Regions from separate parts of the Zea mays genome. Here region 1 is linked to region 2. A link is a contact called in public Hi-C data. All regions are on one chromosome and are shown on one strand. The core of a region is the stretch at or near the end of the contact, and the rest is flanking DNA. Distances in the headings are between cores, read along the strand shown. Region 1 holds the start of LOC100279962 (Splicing factor arginine/serine-rich). Region 2 holds the start of LOC100384560 (putative protein phosphatase 2C family protein).

Region 1 (6,063 bases), core at 1,953-4,452, 320 kb after region 2:
AGGGGAGAATGATGAGAACATAACCTGCTCAGATATGTCCATGTTAATGGCTCCTGCTGCGAAGGTGAAACTCTTCCATATTGTGACTACCTTCGATATATTCAAAGAATTGATATTGCGCCATAAAGTGTGTATACTTTTATTTGTATAACTTCTTACATGGATCAAGCGATGTGTTAAGTGTACAAGGAAGGCATTGAGGAACAAAGAAGTTGATTGGGGACCAAGTAATGATATTTCTAACATCCCCAATCAGGCAACCACATCATCAGATTTGACCACATACTTGGGTGAGGAGTACACGCTAAAGTCGAGGACGACTCTATTGCAAGAAGGGGGGATGATGGACATCCCTGCCATTGATACAACCACACCAATGGCCATTTCACCATTCATAGCTAATCAAGGACCAATGACATGAACCCGTGCACGTAAACTTAATTATCAGGTGAACTCGTTCCTTGCTGTTGAAGATAATTCTTCTTTAAATGTGGTACTAAAGCCTTGTTATGAATTTATTATGCTCAGGGGTTTGGGAGGTGAACCATCTTGGAGTGGAGAAGGCAACAAGGCAATAAAAGTTGTTGCACCCGAGATGATTTCGCAACCGCAGCAAGTGCATGTTAAAGAGGGCATATCTTTCAACTCCCAAGGTTGTTTAAAGAAAATAAGCACTTGTTGGAAAGGTCTCTTCATCTACTTTCTATTGGATCAAGCATCAACGAGAGATCACACACTAAGCGTCCAGAAACTGCCGAGTGAAATCCTACTCTACCCAAGTCGATTTTGTAACTGCAATATGCACCAAATTAAATGGAGCATATCTTTCAACTCCTAAGGTTGTTTAATGCAAATAAGTACTTGTTCGAAAAATCTCTTCGTCTTCTTTCTTGTGGACCAAGAATCAATGAGAGATACCAACCGAGACGTCCAGAAACTGCCGAGAGAGCCTCGTTACTCCACTAGAACTCCTTATTTCTATACTTCTATTTAAGCAACTAGCAACCACCAAAGAACTTGGGTTTTTGTTTGATGTAAGTTTAGCCTTTGCTACTTCCTTGTAAGCGCGTGTGTCGGCTAGACCGCCCGGTTACTTGAAACAGGACCCCAACTTTATCAGATCCGTGAGTGTCTGCTTGTTCTCGACTGCTTGCAGGTTCATGGCTGTTCTTGGCACAACAAGGCACAACACCCTTGTGGTTGTTGTAGTCGGATAGCACAACGTCGACCTGCACCCCAAATTGTAGTTATCAGGAGACGGTGTACCTGTCGCTCAAGGCGCCTCACCATCTTGGTTGTGGTAGTCGAGCAGTCAACGTCGTTCTACAACAATTTTCCACCTCCATCAACTCTTATCGATAGATCAGGCTTCCTTCTACCCATTGGGTTTATCAGGAAGTTTTGGAGTGTTATTGTCTCCAAAGCTCCCTCCATATGGAAGGGAGAGGAAACTCCCCCGTATATAGAGTGAGCTCTAATCTCCTCCTATATGCTAATTACGTCATTTCTTTACCATATTAATCTTTTTCGAGCTATTTAACTTGATAACAATATGTATTATAGCAATATAAATATTCTATGATTTTTTAAACTTTAAAAACTAACAAAAAAATTAAATAAATGAATTATAATATATAGAGGAATGAAGGTTGGAGATGTTATGTATATGGAGAAGTATCTTTTAGAGCATCTCCAAGAGACTAGCCAAATGGCTCGTCAAGCCAAATTTTGGCTACTTAATAGCAAAATAACTCTCCAACAGACTAGTTGTCGGGGCGGTAATTAGGGACACCCTGATTATCCCCCTAACAAACGCACTTAGAGAAATAAGGATCAAACCCCTGAAGGGTGGCAACCGAGACGCCCCCCGAGGGTCTCCCACCTCGAGCAGGGCCCCACCTCACCCGAGGTCGACACCACTTGCTCCGCCTCGCCCGATGCCGCCTCAACACGGTCTGTCTCGCCCGAGCCAGTCTCAAGTGAACAGGACAAGGGCACTCGAAAATAGACGGGGTATAGGCGCATTGAATGCATGTGCCAACCCACGCTGTGGCAGCAGAACACAGTAGTGGACAAGACAAGAATCACGTCTGGCGCAACAGTATGATTACGCCTACATCACATTGCGCGCACACCGCCTGACGCCCTCCGATGGGATGCCTAACGCGACAAGCCGAGCGGACGAGCCTTCGGGCGCGACCGCTCCGCCTCGCTCGACCCCGAGCTCAGCCTTCGGGCAAGTTCTCCATCTCGCCCGAGCTCGGCCTCGGCCACCGACCGCGCTGTGAATCACGCAGACAGCCACTCTGTCCGACTGTAGCGCACGTCGAGGGACGGCTCGGCTAGCGCCTTGGGGAGACTCCTGCATCAACCAAAGCAGGGACTCCGATCTCGATGAGTGATGCAGGGAATCTCGATGTCATCACATGGCAGGACGATGACGCGCCCCGTAAGCAGCCTTTGGCCCATACCCCGACGCTGTTTACAACCACTACGGTATGAGCGACCTCTCCCTCGGGGGCTCGAGCGTACGAACAACCCATCAGACTCGACTCTCTACGTAGAGTCAACAAGCGCGAATCTACTACATGGTTCGCCGTCACGTCAGACGCCAGTACATCTCTCCTTCGAATATAAGACTCAGCTTCACTGTGGACGTTCCCCTTGGTGTATAAATAGGGCAGTGGTCCCTCCATGGGACAGGAAGAGACACACGTAGATGAACTCTTGCTTTCTCACACTGTCTTAGATATTGACACTTGCCTCAATCATCTCTAGGGACTTGGGGACTTCTCTCCCGTTGTGCTTGTAAACCCCTACTACAGGCAACACAATGTGAGTAATATAAGTCTCATCCTCTCTGCTGGAAGTATGGCCTTGAGTAGCCCGAACCAGGAGAATCGCTTGTGTCATCTCGTACACCATCTAGAGCCAGCCACGCGACACATTTACTGGTTGTTATGGTTGTTAAGGAACCACGGTCCAAACACCGACACTAGTCATCTAACTCGCTAAATATTCGATTCTCCAAATTGGTTTCCTCACTAGACAAATCCGGCTAGCCACTTTGAGATGTTACGTATAGAGTGTAATCTTTATGAAAAAAATAAATAGAGAGTCATTAAAATATAATAATTCTCCGTTCTAAATACTGGGAAATACTTTCTGCGTAAATGACCGCCAATAGCCAATATGTTCAGATGTCTATTCCCGTTCAGCTTGTAGCAGCTTCCTAGTCCTAGGGTTAGATTTCCAAGCACCACGCCACCCGTACACGGTTTCCAGCAGAGCATTCCGGAAGGAGGGGGCGCGATGTGGCACGAGGCGCGGCGGTCGGAGCGGAAGGTCCACGACCTCATGGACGCGGCCCGCCGCCGGGCGCAGCGCCGAGCCGTCTACCTCGCCCGCCGCCGCGGCGACCCGCAGCAGGCGCTCCAGGTCTCCGGCACGCGGTGCCGCGTTCACCGCGACGACGCCCTGTACCAGGCCACCGAGGACCAGCAGGGATTGTGCGTGCCCAATCCTCTCTCACCATCTCTCCTATCGGTGCGGTGCGATGCTTGGTCGCAGCGTAGGCACAGTTTCGGATTTGGTCTGATGAGTTATGCTATACGAGTTAATAGTTTACTGTAATAACTGATGATGGATACTGCGGCGCTGAGTCTCGGATACATGTCATTGTAAATTTCATCTGATGAAGCATAGTCTGTTCTTGTGTTTATGACATTGGAATTGATGGCTTGTTGTTATCACTTGATTGCTACTACTCATTCACTATGCTTCCATTGCAGGATACAATGGAATGGAAAGCAAGATGTTTTGATTGACAGGTAACTATCTATTCTTGTGTTTATGACAGATTATCCTAAGTACAAGAAAACTGATACCCATTATATTTATAATGGACAGATTTGATGGCCGTGCATTGCTTGATTTTATCCGAGACTCGAGCTCTCGCCCTTTTCGAGTCCAAGGGAAATCTGAAGAAGAGGAAGAGTTAGAGGAATTTGTTAATTTTGAACGTTACCGGGATTTGATTAAGCATCGTCGCAGAGGATGTCGGTACCTTTTTGGTTTCTCTGTTCTATTGCTGTTGCTGTAGAAATTTCATATCTTGCATCCATTTACATCACTTGAGGGATTGTCCTAATGCACACTTTATTTGTTTCTAAATTGGTACAGAAAAAGGGTGCTATTTCTTAATTCAAAGCACTAGTTAACTGAACATTTACCTAGCTTCTTTTCACAGTTTCTGATGAGGCCGGTTTGCAGCATGTTGTGCAAGAGTTGGAGGCAAAAGCTCTTCTTCCTTTTAGCTTTGACAAGTATGCCTGCTTTTAATTTTGTGTGCTCTATTTCCTCTCTTGCTCTTGCAACTTACATAATTACATTTATACACAGAACATTGATGTGAAACATGAATGAATGATAGCAGTAATTCTTTGCTCTACCAAATGACACCACTGCTACCACAAAAGCGTTAGTCCCTAGCAACTTGGGTAGGTCAGAGGATTGACCCTGCAAGACGATTGATATAAAATATGAGTATAGTACTAATAATGACAACATATTAAAAGGAACTTGTTCCTTGGTCATTATTATGGCACATGGATCACTATTGTTTTACACCCTTTTTCTAAAGACATTCCAATCTCTCATGTTTCTTTTTGCTGCTCTAGCTAATAAAAATTGCATTCATGCATTGGTATAAGTTCCAAATGAGTAAAGCACTTCAATCTCACAGGTTTTCAAGATGTTTTGTGGTTGTTATTGCTCAGGGAAGCTACACTTATATCAGACATTAGAGTAGCGTATGATTAGGGAAACTACACTGACAACTGAAATTAGGGGGTTGTATGTTTTTTTTATCATCGAAAAATTCTGTTGGAGTATATTGTATAGCCTTATAAATTTCTTCTAAAATATTTTCATTCTTCAGAGGATTAATTGCTTAAACACAAGTGTATCTGGGTATTACCGATATATTTTAAACTGTTCAATACTTTTGCATGATCATAATGAAAGTCTGATAAAAAAACATACTGGTTTTATCAACTTTTTTTATGCTGATTCAGTCAAAGAGTGCTTGAAGCCTTGAACTTAATAAATATCAGCTTGAATGCTTTGTACATATTCAGTATGTTGTTGACTATTAGAAAACAGCTTGGTGATTGTTAAAAGGAAGATATTTTTCAGAGAATTCCAATTTTGGCTGTTTCTGTTGGCACATTTCACCGCATTTCATTACTATTATAAAGCGCGAGTTTCTTCGTGCATCGTCCCCCTCCCCACACTACACGCGTATCGAGCGTTCCCCGCGCGCCAGCGAAATATAAAAAAATGCACCTGCTGGGATTCGAACCATGGTCTCTAGAAAGAGAGCACTCACCTTTAAACACTGCAACTCATGTTGGTTTGTGTTGTACAAAGAAATTGTGTATGATGTATAGAAGCCGTAGCGATGCACGGAGAACTAATTAGTTACAATTGAATGTCCAATTACATTCCTCCCAACAAGCACATAAAGGAGAGGCTTGTGGTTGCAGGTTTAGGGACGATTAGGATTTAGGATAAACATACTTCATTAGTCCTAATGTTGTGACATAGACAGCCTACTTGTTATTATGTGTTCATGTTTATCTTAAAATAATAAAAATGATTTGTTTAGTTAAATTACAGAAGTTGATAAACTTGACACTTGTTTATGCAGATGTGTATGTCATTGCCAATGTCTGTCGCTCTTGTGATTTGCTATGTCCCTAGCATGATTAGGTCTCATATGCATTGACATTTGACTGGATAGCTTAACTCTACATCTATGAGCAAAAGATGTTTAACATAGGACCAAGAAAACAGTTATTTCTCTTAAATAACAAAAGTTGGAATAGAGTGGTGCTGTGGGGCCTACAATTTCACATGGTCTTACGGAGAGAGAATTAAGCTATAGGGACAGTGAAGAAACAGAGAGGGAGAGACTTTCCAAATAATCCAGCTTGTTTGTGGACATTGGCCAAATTAAAAGCATTTAATATTTTAATTGGACATTCCTGATTTTTTGAACTA
Region 2 (6,112 bases), core at 3,548-6,047:
CCTTCCACAACTTTGTCCAGGGCGATCTCACTGTTGGTGAGTATTGTCGGAAGATGAAAGGCTCCGCTGATGCTCTCTCCGACCTCGACGCCCCCGTCTCCGACCGCATTCTGGTGCTCAATGTCCTTCGGGGCCTGAACCCCAAGTATGCCAATCTCCGGACCATCATCACACGCTCTGTTCCCTTTCCGACTTTTCACAAAGTCCGGGATGATTTGGTCTTGGAAGAGATTGTCGCAGGGGCTATGCCTCCCGACCCTGCGGCCAGCGCCCTGTACACCTCCACTGCAGCTCCATCGGCTTCATCACCAGCCCGTCCTCCTGCCCAGGGAACTCGCCCACCTGCCCAGGGTGGTGTGCCGGGTTCGAGCACTGGTCGTCGCAACAAAAATCGCTGTCACGGCCAAGGTCGTGGTGGTGGCTCACCTTGGCCTTCCGTCTACAATCCCTGGACAGGTACAATTCACATGTGGCCTGGATCCATGTCTGCAGGATCCTCCCCTCGCCCCGGACAGCAGTACCGTCCACCAGCTCCGTCGCAGTCCTATCTGGCAGCACCAGGTCTGCCTACCCTGCAGGCTGGTCTGCAGGCTGGACTGCTTGGACCCCCTCCTGCGCCCATGCCGGCACCAACAGCACCTCCTGCTCCTCAGCCCTGGTCCCCTTGGACTGGATCTTGGGATCAGCGTGCCCTCGCCAACACCTTCAGCACAATGACTCTTCAACCGCCGGCCACAATTACGGACTGGATTCCTGACTCGGGCGCCACCAACCATACCACACCTCATGCTGGTAACATCTCCCTCTTTCGACCACCTGATCTCACTACTCCTTCCTCCATCATTGTTGGCAATGGCGCCACTCTCCCTGTCTCCTCAGTAGGCGACACGGTTTTGCCAGGACCTTTATATCTTAATAATATTCTCCACACACCTCATATTATTCAAAACCTTCTATCTGTTCGTCGGTTTACTACTGATAATTGTTGCTCTATGGAATTTGATCCTTTTGGTGTCTCTATGAAGGATCTTCGCTCCAAGAACGTGATTATCAGGTCCAATAGTGCTGGCCCACTCTACACCCTGCGCCTGCCTAGTTCATCCCCATCGACAACTTGTGCCCTGGCTGCAATTTCTACTCCTACTTGGCACCGACGACTTGGTCACCCCGGCATCGATGTTTTGTCCCAACTCACTAGCTCCTCCGTCATTCAGTGCTCTCGTAGTTCCCTTGATTTATGTCATGCCTGTCAATTAGGCCGTCACACTAGATTACCTTTTTCTAGTTCGTCCACCTGTACTGAGCAACCTTTCGATATCATAGATTGTGATCTATGGACATCCCCTATTGCTAGTGTGTCGGGTTATAAGTACTATCTTGTCATCCTTGATGATTTTACCCATTACCTATGGACTTTTCCCTTGCGTCTTAAGTCTGATACTTTTGATGCTCTTTCATCCTTTTTTGCGTATGTCACAACGCACTTTGGTCGCTCCATTAAACATTTGCAGTGTGATAATGGGCGTGAATTCGACAACTCCTCCACTCGCTCTTTTCTCCTTGCTCGTGGTACTCTTCTACGCATGTCTTGCCCCTATACTTCTCCTCAGAATGGTAAAGCCGAGCGCATCATTCGCACCACCAACAATATCATTCGTTCCTTACTCTTTCAGGCTTCCCTTCCTGCTCAACATTGGGTTGAAGGTCTGCACACAGCCACCTATCTTTTGAATCGCCTTCCCACCAAAACTATACAAGCCATCTGTCCTTATGCTGCTCTCTTTGGCACCATTCCATCATATGATCATCTTCGGGTTTTTGGCTGTGCCTGCTACCCTAATATCACTGCTACTGCACCACACAAACTCGCTCCCCGCTCTACCAAGTGTGTCTTTCTTGGTTATTCTTCCAACCACAAAGGCTATTGATGTCTTGATCTCTCCACAAATCGTATCATCATTTCCCGACATGTCACCTTTGATGAGGCATATTTCCCCTTCTCTGTCTCGCCCCATCTAACTAACAACTTGAATTTTTTGGATCCTGAGAGTGCGCCCTTGTCCCCTTCAACTGGGACTTTGCCCTCTTCTGCAGGTACCATGGCGTCCCCCTTGGTGACCGGTTCTGGTTGTGGCTCAGTGGCTGATCTGGCAGGACCCATGCCACTCCCACCCGTCTCAGCCTTCTGCCCCTGCGCCGTCCCTGTCTTCTCCAGACCAGGACTTGGTGCCTTCTGCCCCTGTGCCGCGCGACCTGGTTCCAGCACCAGGAGTTGCCCCGCTGCCCCTGGTGGTTCCCTTCGGGTCTGGCGGTCTGCAGTCACCACCTGAAACTGCTCCGACGCCCCTACCTCTGCGCGTGTACACTCGTCGGCACCAGCAGACTACTTCCTCTACAGATCTTCCAGTGGCTGGTGCCTCCGGTGCTTCTGCAATTCCGATTGAGCCTGCACCAACACCTTCGCCGCTGTCTGGACTTCCTCCCGGTGTTGTTCCTACGCCTATGGTGGTCAACAATCATCGCATGACCACCCGGGCCAAGGCTGGTTTTCGAGTACCGGCCGCCTTCACTACTGCAGCCATCTCCCCCGAGCCAACTTCAGTTCGCCAAGGTTTGGCTGATCCCCTATGGCGTCGTGCCATGGAAGAAGAGTTCCAGGCTCTGGTCTCCAATAATACCTGGACACTTGTTCCTCTTCCTCCAGGTGCTCATGTTATCATAGGGAAATGGCATTTCCGTCACAAATTTCTTGCAGATGGTTCTCTTGAGCGCTACAAAGCACGCTGGGTATGTCGAGGCTTCACTCAGCGTCCTGGGGTTGATTATGATGAGACTTTCAGTCCGGTGGTCAAACCTGCCACGGTTCGCACTGTTCTCTCGATAGCTCTGTCGAGGGATTGGCCTATCCACCAACTTGATGTAAAGAATGCGTTTCTTCATGGTACTCTCTCTGAGACAGTCTATTGCAGCCAACCTGCAGGTTTTGTTGACCCTGCTCATCCCACTTATGTTTGTCATCTCAACAAGTCTCTTTATGGCCTGAAGCAAGCACCGCGTGCCTGGTACAGTTGCTTTTCTTCTCACATGAAGATTCTGGGTTTTGTCGAAGCCAAAGCAGATACCTCCCTGTTCATTTTTCACAATGGCACTGAGACAGCTTACTTGCTTCTTTATGTTGATGATATTATCCTCACTGCATCCAGTTCAGCTCTCTTGCAGCGTGTCATTGCAGCACTTCAGACAACTTTTCCCATGAAGGATCTCGGACCTCTACATCACTTTCTTGGTATTACAGTTGAGCGACGACCGGCTGGTCTCTTCCTCCATCAGCGTACATATGTCCTTGATATCATTGACCGTGCAGGCATGACTGGTTGCAAACCTTGTTCTACACCGGTTGATCTCCAGTCCAAGCTCGCTGCTGACAGTGGACCTGCTGTTCAGGATGCTACTCAGTACCGGAGTCTGGCTGGTGCTCTTCAGTATCTAACATTCACCAGACCTGATATTACATATGCAGTTCAACAGATTTGTCTCCATATGCATGATCCCCGTGAGTCCCATCTGACTGCTCTGAAACGTATTATTCGCTACCTTCAAGGTACGGCTGATCATGGTCTTCTTCTACCACGCTCCACATCTGTTTCCGAGCTTGTGGTCTATACTGATGCTGATTGGGCTGGGTGTCCGGACACTCGTCGCTCCACTTCTGGTTATGCGGTGTTTCTTGGTGATAATCTTGTCTCCTGGTCCTCCAAGCGACAAAAGGTTGTCTCTCGCTCTAGTGCTGAAGCTGAGTATCGTGCTGTTGCCAATGGTGTTGCCGAGGCTTGCTGGCTGCGTCAACTCCTCCAAGAACTTCGCAGTCCTCTTCATAGAAGCACTCTTGTTTACTGTGACAACATCAGCGCTGTCTACTTATCCACTAATCCAGTTCAGCATCATCGGACGAAGCATGTTGAGATAGATCTCCATTTTGTTCGTGAGCGGGTTGCTACTGGTGAAGTTCGTGTTCAGCATGTTCCTACCACCTCTTAGTTTGCAGACATCTTCACGAAAGGGCTTCCTTCCTCCGTGTTTCTTGAGTTCAAGTCCAGTCTCAACATTTGCAGTGGCTAGATGTTTTGACTGCGGGGGGGGGGGGGGGGGGTGTTAGACAGTTTTGGTAATATTCCTGGCTGCCTCCTGCGTGAGGCTCTCCTATCCAGGCTAGTATAGCAACATAGTCTTCTATGGCAACTAGAGGTCTCTTCCTTAGATAGACAGATATGTTGTACTAGTATAGAAAGGAGGATTTCTATCTTTGGTAGGTCTGGTCTGATTGGCTCCAGGCTGCCGCACCCTTCCCTGGTGCGCCACCTGTGTATGCCTATATATTGTAAGGCCTGCTGTTCACGATGTACTACTATCAATACAGAATATTGCCCCATTCTCCTTTTCCAATAGAAAGCACTAAAAAACAAAAAGAATGCCATATACTTCATGACATGTTCTCACGCAGAAAATTCGGCGAAATGTAGAACGATTCCGACATCTATACACCAACTTTATTTATCCTCCTCGCCCAACAAAATGCACATATCTGTATCCTGACAAACTTTAGAACTGACAGAGATTAGGTAACGGACAATCAATCAATCATCACAAGCAAAGAAATTGAGTAGATTGACAGCTCGATGCTGACGAGGTGAGCGGTCTTCCTTCCTGGCGCGCACGTTCAGGCGCGCTTCTCTTCGGCTTCCCGTAACGGCTTTTAACTAATTCCTCCTCCTCCTCTCTCTCTCCCCGATCCAGCTAGCCTGACCTCCCACCCTCCCTCTTGAATCCGCTCAAGTTCCCGATCTCCCACCTCGTCCTCCAGCTCGATCGCGTTCGCGGCACCCCACTCCGTGCTCCAGAAATAAGTAGCCGGCGGTTTCCTCGCCCCAGGTTTTGCGGTCGCTGGGGAGTGGGAATTCGTTCGGCTCCGGTCTGGCCAATGCTCCTGCGGTTTCTTGGAGAGGCCGCTGAGATTGGGATCCAAGCTGCGTTAGGCGAGCAGCAGCAGTAGCCGCATCGAGATTCGCCGTCGTTGTCCGAGGGATTCTCCGTTTCTTGGGCGGGGATTTCGGTTGCGGCGGGAAAAAAAAAAGAATTCTTTCACCGGACTTGGCCCAACTCCGCTGTATGTTAGGGTAGCCTTTTCGACGCGTTTCTTTCGTCGCCCCAGATCCGTCTCCCCGCCCGATTCTTTCGGAGTAATCGGCGGCGGATCGGAGGCAGAGGGGTTTGGAGGCCTGAGCTCCGATGGAGATGCACGCCGACGTCGACGGGTGCAGCGTGCCCCTGGCCGTGCTCCTCAAGCGGGAGCTGTGCAACCAGAAGGTGGAGAGGCCGGACATCCTGTTCGGGGAGGCCAACAAGAGCAAGAAAGGGGAGGACTTCACGCTCCTCGTGCCCAGGTGCCACCGCACCCCGGGCGGCAGTGGCGGCGGCGAGAATGCCGGCGACGACGACACCATTTCCGTATTTGCGGTAATGATTCAATGGCCCTCTTCTTACTTTTGGCCTGTGCTTAATTCATTAAAACTAGAGCTTGCTCCTGAGTCTGGATTTTATGGTGGTTCATTTACTCCTTAGAATGTGTTCAGTGTCATGATTTCATACTGTTTGTTTTTCGCATAGAGCAGTAGCATGATGGGCAGGCCTGGTTTTGCGGTGTGCTGGCATCGAGGCACATGGGGACATATGTCAGCTAGTATTTTACTGCTCTTGATTGTCTTGACTCTTTATCATTTTGGTGGCCAGAAGACCACTGGTTTGGGAATATTCAAACTGTTTGCGATCTTTCAGGCTTCTACTAAGTTTGGTCCTACAAATTTTCATAGTATATCAATCCATCATTCTCTCTCAACACAAAGCAGAGCAGTGTAATGGCAAAGTCAACCCATGTTGGAATACTCTTGTGATAGTTCAGTTATACACTATTAATGTAGAGTACTGTATTTTCTATATTAAAACTTTCCTTATACCAACTAAGGCCTTGTTTGGATAAAGAGGGATTGGAGTGGATTGAAGTGTATTTTAGGGATTCAAAGGGAAATTAGTTCAAATTACACTTCAGTACACCTTA

What was found. Hi-C and Micro-C count contacts between places; a contact is called where the count stands out from the background.
Region 1: a contact with region 2 is called in a Hi-C map of leaf, with 6 times the contacts expected there. The contact joins the promoter of LOC100279962 here to the promoter of LOC100384560 in region 2. A contact is called at or near these places in 4 of 25 Hi-C or Micro-C datasets (ear, endosperm, leaf and 1 more).

Annotation. Positions count from the first base shown.
Region 1 is chr1:69,323,809-69,329,871 of Zm-B73-REFERENCE-NAM-5.0, forward strand. It overlaps LOC100279962 (Splicing factor arginine/serine-rich), which reads left to right and starts at 3,203. Exons shown (of 13, transcript NM_001361010.1): 1 at 3,203-3,509; 2 at 3,792-3,830; 3 at 3,910-4,058; 4 at 4,250-4,325. The coding sequence starts at 3,313.
Region 2 is chr1:69,002,379-69,008,490 of Zm-B73-REFERENCE-NAM-5.0, forward strand. LOC100384560 (putative protein phosphatase 2C family protein) reads left to right here and starts at 4,798. Exons shown (of 9, transcript NM_001359394.1): 1 at 4,798-5,514. The coding sequence starts at 5,287.